Linked DNA regions of Anas platyrhynchos: region 2 is linked to region 1. The links are chromatin contacts, called in public Hi-C maps. All regions are on one chromosome and are shown on one strand. Each heading gives the region's core, a stretch centred on a gene start, on an enhancer-like site or on the middle of the called end of the contact. The rest is flanking DNA. Distances are from core to core; before and after follow the strand shown.

Evidence for each region. A called contact is a pair of places that touch in the nucleus more often than the background predicts.
Region 2: a contact with region 1 is called in a Hi-C map of skeletal muscle, with 2.8 times the contacts expected there. The contact joins two enhancer-like sites.

What each region holds. Positions count from the first base shown.
Region 1 is chr5:12,557,748-12,561,942 of IASCAAS_PekinDuck_T2T, forward strand. It overlaps WARS1 (tryptophanyl-tRNA synthetase 1), which reads left to right. Exons shown (of 11, transcript XM_027457764.3): 11 at 1-1,297. It overlaps SLC25A47 (solute carrier family 25 member 47), which reads right to left. Exons shown (of 8, transcript XM_072038299.1): 8 at 1,838-4,195. Among named protein-coding and RNA genes, the nearest start is that of WDR25, 23 kb to the left of the region's middle. Within about 2 kb of position 1,939, at least 4 of the 8 cell types and tissues checked have an H3K27ac peak or open chromatin away from gene starts, as enhancers often do.
Region 2 is chr5:12,609,728-12,613,848 of IASCAAS_PekinDuck_T2T, forward strand. All of the region lies in intron 2 of YY1 (YY1 transcription factor), which reads right to left. Among named protein-coding and RNA genes, the nearest start is that of YY1, 13 kb to the right of the region's middle. Within about 2 kb of position 1,989, at least 5 of the 8 cell types and tissues checked have an H3K27ac peak or open chromatin away from gene starts, as enhancers often do.

The DNA of each region.
Region 1 (4,195 bases), core at 689-3,188:
TATTTGCAAATCATTTAAAACATAAGGAAGGCACTAGAATAAGGTGTGAAAGATTTAAACTTTAACAGGTTCTGTAGTGTAGGGGCTAGTAGACACTTAGTGATTTCAGCATACTTTTTAAAAAAATAAAAATAAACAATGCACTTTAGTCTGTAAACCCTTGAAGTCAGCTGATTACACTTGAGTTGAGGGAGAAGTTTCACTGACTCGGAGACCTTGCATCAGCCTGTTAGCACATGAAGAATGTGTTGGATTATTTTCCCTTCCCAGCTGTAGCAGTTCTGCAATGCAATGCACACATCCTCCCCAGCAACAGCCTGCGTTTCTGAGGTGGAAATGCCTGCTGTATATATGAAGTAGCACTGCTAGTGTTATCATCATATTTGTGCAAGGGACTGAGGGGAGAAACGCAAAGCAAGCTTAGTCCTACTGTGTGTGTTCCAAATGTGTGCTGGAAAGATCAACGCCTAGGTTTTGTCTTTTTCATTACAGTTTACGTGACCTGGTATCACTAATCTAATCTCATGAGCTTTAATATATTAAAGTAAGTGTTTACCAGCCACTACCTCTCTATAACCCATGGGTACGGTATCTTAGTGCTGACAGGTGCTTATCAATAGAAAAGCATTTTTTTTAAGTGTTTGTGCAATTCTTAGAAAAGAAAAATAGCTTCTTAAATACAGTAGCAAATAAACTAATTTGTGGTAACTGTAGACTTCAGTGATGACCTTCTTGTTCTTGCAGTCTGCTCTTTGCTGTTTTTAAGCTATGCATAGAAGATAAGACTTCAAGTGACTTTTAAAGGGCTTTTATAAACTCATAATGCAAATTTCTTCCTGAAAACATTATATGCAGAACTGTCCTGCAAGATTTATTTCATTAACTAGGAATTTAGTTACTCAGGAAGGGGAAGTACACTGTAGGAGAAGCAGTAGTGTGTTCTATTCTAATTAAGTATATGGATCAATTTTGTAACACAGCAGTTAAAATCTGCCCTGAAAGTTTTAGAAAGGAAAGTAATTGCAAAATTAATATTTGTTTACTAAGCAAGCCATATGCTTACAAAATGTGCTTCTGAAATGTCAGTTTCTGAGGAGTCTTGGAAAGTTCCTAAATCTGCTGCAATTATAATTAACGTCCCAGAGGTATTTAAAGGTTAAGACAAGGCAGTCTTCAAATGTATGGGTGAAATGTCTAATGACGTTATCAGGCAATGTTCATTACATTTTCCTCAACTTGTAATATTTTGTTTATCTCACTGTAATAAAAATGTAGATAAAAGTCTGTATCAAACTTGTTTGGTAGTTGGTTTTTGTTTTTGTTTTTCTTCTTTTCAACTTTTAACAGGCTTAATTTACTCTGTTTTTCTATTTTTGACCTCTCTTCCTTCCCTTTTAGTTGTTGACTTAGTCACCCCATAGAGTTGGTCATTGTTTTCATGTCCAGTGCCTTTCAAATAGTGAAAAAGGGGGCCTTGTAACCCCATCTATATGGTCTTAACAGATAAACCTCAAATTTCTCCCAGAGCAAGGTAATGAGGGTCGGTCATCCAAAGACTAACAGGTTGCAAGGAAGACTGGATGTTGAATTTCCCTGTGTGCAGCAGCCAGCTCAGAAACAAGGGGAGGTCAATGTGACCTGTTACCACAATGTTTCTGTAGGTTTGGTGTGAAAGACTTGCACTTAAATGGGCTCCAGCTGTCTGGGGAGCACAGATTCTGAATAGCTTCACTTGGCTCTTCCACAGTCACTAAGAGGAATACTGAAACACGTCTGGATATTGTTAACCACTGTCAGAGAAAACAGGAACTATTAGCAGCATGAAGCAAAACGTGACTTCTAAAGAAAAATTTCTTTATTCACGGCCAGCAAGTTTGTTACTGAAAGAAATAGCCTATGCAGAGAGCTATGTGGTATCTTCATTCTGCTGGCTGGCCTTCAGCTGGATATCAGAAGAAATAGTTCTGTGATTATCAGAGAGGCAAATAGAGTAGCTGAAGGTCAAGGTAATACAACGGAATCAGAAAATAAAGCAGCCAAGTTCTGAAATCCCCAAGCCAAGCACCCAGCTTGCTGTATATGTAGTTATTTGCACAATATGTACATTGTGTCATGTTGTTAAACAAAAGTCAGTTCTTATTTATGTGCCTGGGTTTACAGTGCTTACACAGACAATACCTTTGCCTGGGGGTAGTTTATATCAACATGAACTAACTGTGGGTTCTTGCCCTACAGCAGGTTGTCAGCCATACCCTGGGTGTGTATTTTTTTTCAGTAAAGGCTTGTGGGACGCTGGATTCCAAGCAGTTAGCTTCCTGAAATAAGTTGTCTAAAGATCCAACTTACCTCTAATCCAGTATTTGTTCAGGCCAGGTGAGAACCTGCTTTTATTTGACACTGAATACCTGGGGGCTCACATTTCTCAGCTCCTCTCATTCGCTTTCACGGTTGTTCCCACTGATTTTATAATTCATCTGTAATTCCTACTTCTTGAAACAAGCTGTATGGCAGTTACACCCACAGGAAGAGGCATTTTTAGTCATCTGAGTGCTTGAACCTATTGGGTAATCTGAGAATTTATTTTATAGAATTTATTTATAGAATTTATTTTCAAACCTCAGGCTGACCATGGATGATATTAACACTGCCTATTAATAAATGGTTGTTTTGTCTGATATACAGGCATATTTTGCTGTCTCTGTTCACAGGATATAATGCCTGAGAAGTAAAGTCAGCTGAGAATAATACAGTGTAAAGAAACTTGATTCCAGCAAACATCCCAACAGAGCTGGGATAAATCCCTGCCCTACTAGGACAGCACTCAGTTAGATGCATCCCTTGTAGAAAGAGGAGAAGGTAATAGTCTCTTAGGAACCCATCTTAAGAGAAATTCCAAACCTTTAGGCCTCAATTAAATCTACTGTCGTAAGGACTTTCAGATAAAGGAGGTTTGGAGCTGACATCATAAAGGTAAACGTGAAGATTCTGGCTTGCTGAGGCTGTACATGCTTTGAGATAGAGTCAGATTAAGTCCTGGGTCTTTCATTTCACTTCCCTGTAAGGTGACATACTCTGCATCTGTCTGGCCTCTTAAACCTGCTCTGGGATCAGCTGCAAGAGCTGGACAGGAGACCAAAATTCTGATAATCATTCCATAGCATGGCTGTGGAAAGGTCTAAATAGCAAGTTGAAGGCTTAGACTTCAGGACAGTTCTGGAACTTTTTACAAGTTATATATGAAAGAGATTGCCTTTATTTTTTCCTAGTAGCATCTGAAATTTTTAAACTTGTCCTTCTAGTACAAGATCCTTTCTTCCATGTCCAGGGTAGCTGCCAAGTCCTGTCTGCTGCAAAATTGCTGTTAGTGTAATCAGGTCTGTGCTATCAACTGCTAAAAGTGCATGTGGATCACCAGGACATCAAAACTGAGTAAGAGAACTCATTTTTAAAACTGATTTTCCTCTTCCCCTCCAAAAAAAGCACATTTCCAACAGGTTCTGATTGGGGAACCGATCCAGCCCACTCCAGAGGTCACCACCCAGGGAGAAAAATGAAGAAAGCAAACATCATTGCCCCTGAGCCAGAACCAGCAAATTAAGATTAAAACCAGATTCCATCAAAATGTAACTTTGGGAAAAAAAAAAAAAAAAAAAAAAAAAAAAAAAAAAAAAAAAGCCACTACATTTGGCTGCTCCTGATATGCATTTTAAAGTGAAAAGGGTATGCACATCTTACAGTTTTGCAATTCTTTTTTAACTTACCTAGCTGCCCAACACACAGATTTTATGGCAGTCTCTCTTCTGAGGAGCAAAGCTTTCTTGCATCCACCCCAGCCCTCCTTGCAGGACCAGGGCTGGTTTGGAAGCTCTGGCCACCGCCAGGCATGCGGTGCACCCAGCTGCCAGAAGGGGACTGAGGATCTGCGGCTGGGGACTGCGCTGGGAGAAAAACACGTGATTTCCAGAATTGATGCCTGTTTTCGATTCCAATGAGGCCATTAGGGCGATTATGTAAGCAGACTATCTCTGCCACTCACGAAGAAATGCCAGGAAAAAGCAAGGAGATTCATATTTCAGCTGCTACCGAAGGGATGTAATCGCAGAGAGCTTGGGCAGAATTACAGCTGGGAATGAACAGTCCACCAGCTGTGGCTTGAAGCACAAATATGTAAATTGCTCAATGAATGCCTTACAGG
Region 2 (4,121 bases), core at 739-3,238, 52 kb after region 1:
TATCTTTTTTTTTTTTTTCTTCCCGTTAAACCTGTGTTGTCATATTTTTTCTTCTCCCTCTATAGAAACCTAAACAGCATTGCTCTGGCAACTTCTTTTGCACTTCCTGGAGGTCTCTGATGATCAACAGTGATAATTCACCTCTACCGATGACCGCATCCCTATGAATGGTTAGAAAAGGAGGAAGTTATTCTCTACAGGTTCACTTCCACTTCTGGTCTGTTCCCTCACTGTCACACCCTTCATAGTGCCCTGCTGAGGCAGAAGTACCACAAGTGGTCCGTTTGTGCTAAAGAGCTCCCGAAACTGGCTAGACTGGCTTCTGGATAAACAGACACAAAGGGAGTGCCACAAGGTGTCCTAGGAATCTACCTACAATCAAAGAGCCCACAGTTAGCCTCCGACGCAGCTGGGCCCAGAACTGTTGTAAAATTAAACTGTTCCCTTTTGTTCCAAGGTTCCAGCAAAAATAGTTACTGGTTTTGTTCCAGTTTGCAGAACATCATGTATGTAAACACAGAGAGTGACCTTAGCAGCGTGGGACAGAGCAAGAGATTTCCCTTTCCCCCGAGTAATGCCTGGGGTAAAGCAATTGTCAGTTTACTGCCCTTTAAGTGTCTCTGGAACAAGAACAAGACGAGTACAAAAGCACATACCTTATAAAGAGGCCTAAGTCATAAAGCTAGGTGGCCAGCATGCTTTGTCATGTTTAAGAAGGGTGTCCAGTTTCAAACTCTAACACAGTAGCCTTGCCTTTGTTTTCTATCCATTTTGGAAAGCCGTCTTAACAGGAGGGGCACTTCCTCCAATGGCTCTCTTCCAGGAAAGGTACCAAGAGGAGCAGAAAATAAAGCCACAGAGAAGATAATTTTTACCACTAGGACCCATTACTGTGCCAATTTCCCAACTTCTCTTTTTATTTCTTTGTATTTTACTTATATTTGTACTGTGCTGTCTCTAGTCAGTTCAGTCATCTATCAAGAGAGCAGACAGGAGTTTTCAAGGGGATTTGTTTGGGAGAATTTTAAAGAAGCCTACCATATGCACCAACTAGAAACACATCTGTTACTTCTCCAAGCAGTTATGACTGCTTCACATCTAACTACAGAGCAGCTCGTAATCGGTTTAGACTTGGATGAAACATTTTCATCCAAGGTTTTCAGCCTTCATCAAAGGTTTTCAACCTGGAGAAGGCTCAGGGGTGACCTTATTGCTCTCTATAGGTACCTTAAAGGAAACTGGAGTGAGGTGGGGGTTGATCTGTTCTCCCACATGCCTGGTGACAGGATAAGGGGGAATGGGCTCAAGTTGCACCAGGGGAGGTTTAGGTTGGATGTTAGGAAGAACTTCTCTACCAAAAGGGTTGTTAGGTATTGGAATGGGCTGCCCAGGGAAGTGGTGGAGTCACCATCCCTGGAGGTCTTTAGAAGACATTTAGATGTAGAGCTTAGGGATATGGTTTAGTGGAGGACTGGTTAGTGTTAGGTTAGAAGTTGGACTCCGTGATCTTGGAGGTCTCTTCCAACCTAGACAATTCTGTGATTTTATTTCACCTTAATGGACTTTCAGTGTCCCAGCCAAAAGGTATCGAAAGAAAAAGGAGGTAATTTATGAGGTTTTATTTCTTTTGTTGCAGATCATTGACAACTAATGTTTTACATTCTGATCTGACTGCCTTAGAGAAATACACAAATCCATTTTTACTTTTATTGAATTTTTAAAGCGTAGTAGAGAAAATGCATGAGTTGTACAATAGAATGCAGTAATTTGTGGAAGGAAGTTGCCCAACAGGTATAATTTATAGTCATTCATCTATGAATTACTAAGCAGATCTTAATGTTCTGATGCAGTTTGTTTATTTGCGGTGTTTTCAATAGTTTCAGGATGTAGAAAAACCCTTTCCAGGAATCACTACAGAGGTTCCAGTTAAAGGGCCCAGATTCCTGTTACATGACTCAATGACGCACCAAAAAGGCAACAGAATCCAGCGGTATGTCGATGGAATAAACGCTCGTTCCGCTGGTGCCACCTAGCTGCTGAGCAGCAGTGGTGCCCATTTCACGTGCTGAATTTCTGCAGCTTCTGAAATGCTTTTTGTAAGGCTGCAGCAATACAGAAGACTTCAAGCATCATTGAGACCACCCCTCTTTACCCCTCACTAAACAGACTCAGAACTCCAGACCCCTGCCTGAAATCGGTTACTACTAAAATTAAATTCCAACATGCATTTTAATTAAGAGGCCACAAAGCTTTTAAGTTACCCAAGTTAAATTACCCAAGCTTTGCCCATTTCAAGTTAACCTCAGAACTCTGTTCCCATAAATTAATGCAACTGTCTCAGTCAATTTACCCTTAATCAATATAAGCTGCACGGGTATAAAGAGTGAATCTAGCCTGGTTTTGAGTAGCTGATTTACAAATGTATAGCACGTTTCTTCCAACTAATTTAATGAAAATGGGAAAGCATCCCAAAATAGCTTGTTTTCAACTGCACAAAATTAACTTAGTATTAGATTTTCCTAGCCTGTTTATGCTTCCTTATATGTGGACTATGCACAAACTTTTTCCACATCAAAATACAAGGCAATACCACATGAAACTTGTGAATTTGAAATCTCTTAAAACTTAACATGCTGGTCAAAGCTTTCAGAATACAGCTGAGAATTTTTGAAGTCTGAATACTGTAATCCTTCAAGCAATGCTTGGAACTTTCAGAGAACTTGACACTAAATAACACATCCTTTTAGGAATACAAATACAACTGTACTCCTAAACCCTATACCTCCAAACCCAATTCTCATGCAGGTGAACCAGTTTTTTTCTTTCAGTTTGCCATGCAAGAAGGCTTTCAGTGATACACAATATGTAGATCAACAAGACAACTGAGCAGTACAAAAAGAGATCTGAGGAATTAGAGCCTGAATTCATCTTATTAGCTAAAAGAAGTCCCTTCAACATGTTTATTTCTCTGCAAGAGAATAAAGACCATAGCAAGCAGTATTCTGATACACCCACATGCACCAGTCTCAGCTATACACAATCATTTCAGATCTAACATACAACTAACTCTGTTTTCTTTTCCAATTTTCTTTTTTAAGGCAAGAGTGAAGGTTTGACAATCATTGATTCTGACCAAGAAATCAAAAAAGCTTTCCTAAAACAGAAGATGCCTAAGGTTTTCATATACCTGCAATTAAGCTATCAGAACAATTTTTGTAGGCTTTGTGCAACCTGGGGACATTGCTGAAGGTGACACGTGCCCAGTATCAATGTTTGTTCATCTTATGACTGAAGCAGTTCAAATTTTATCTGCTATACAGAGATATATTAACAGAAAAATATGAGACAATACACAAAACTCAATCTTTCTATCATCCACTACAAATTCTAGCTCTGCAACTTCCTAGAACATTCCACCCTGAACAAGGAAGTTGAAATTTTACATTACGGTCAAGTGCCACTATTCTCTCAGCAGAAGACTAACTAAAACCTAAAGATGCAGTACTTTTTACAATATTAAAAAGGATGCAGAAATATCTCACAGAAGCAGTCTGGTAATTTCAAGAAGTCCAAATCCTGGCAACCTTTTCAAGTACTCAAACTGATCTGGAGAATAACGTTCAGTATGTGCATGAAGGAAACCCTGTAAGAAACTAGTTCAGCTTCATAACAGAAGATAAAAGATAACTATTTAGTACCTCAGTGCTTACCAGAACAAAAGGTTTCAAAATATTTTAAAATAACTGAAAGAAACATTCTAGGCACATGATTAGCAGAAACGTTTAACATCTTAGAATTAGAACACTATGTACATTCGGAATATCACTTAAACATTTGCTTTCACAGAAAATTGTGTGTTAGCCTTTCAGCAATTCTCAGAGGAAACCACATTCATTTTGATCATTTTACTAGTAAATCAGGTAAACAAGAGCATCAATAGGTAAACCACCCACCACTTCAGGAAAAAAAAATCCCTTTTTCAGTTGTTCATGACTTTTTTTTTTAAAATACACTTCCAGATTAGATAGTTTTACCGTGCTTGTTCCCTGTCTATTACTTAGAGCCTTCAGTATTCAGAGTTTAATGGCTTTACTGCAAACAGTGGGAAGAGCCTGTACCAG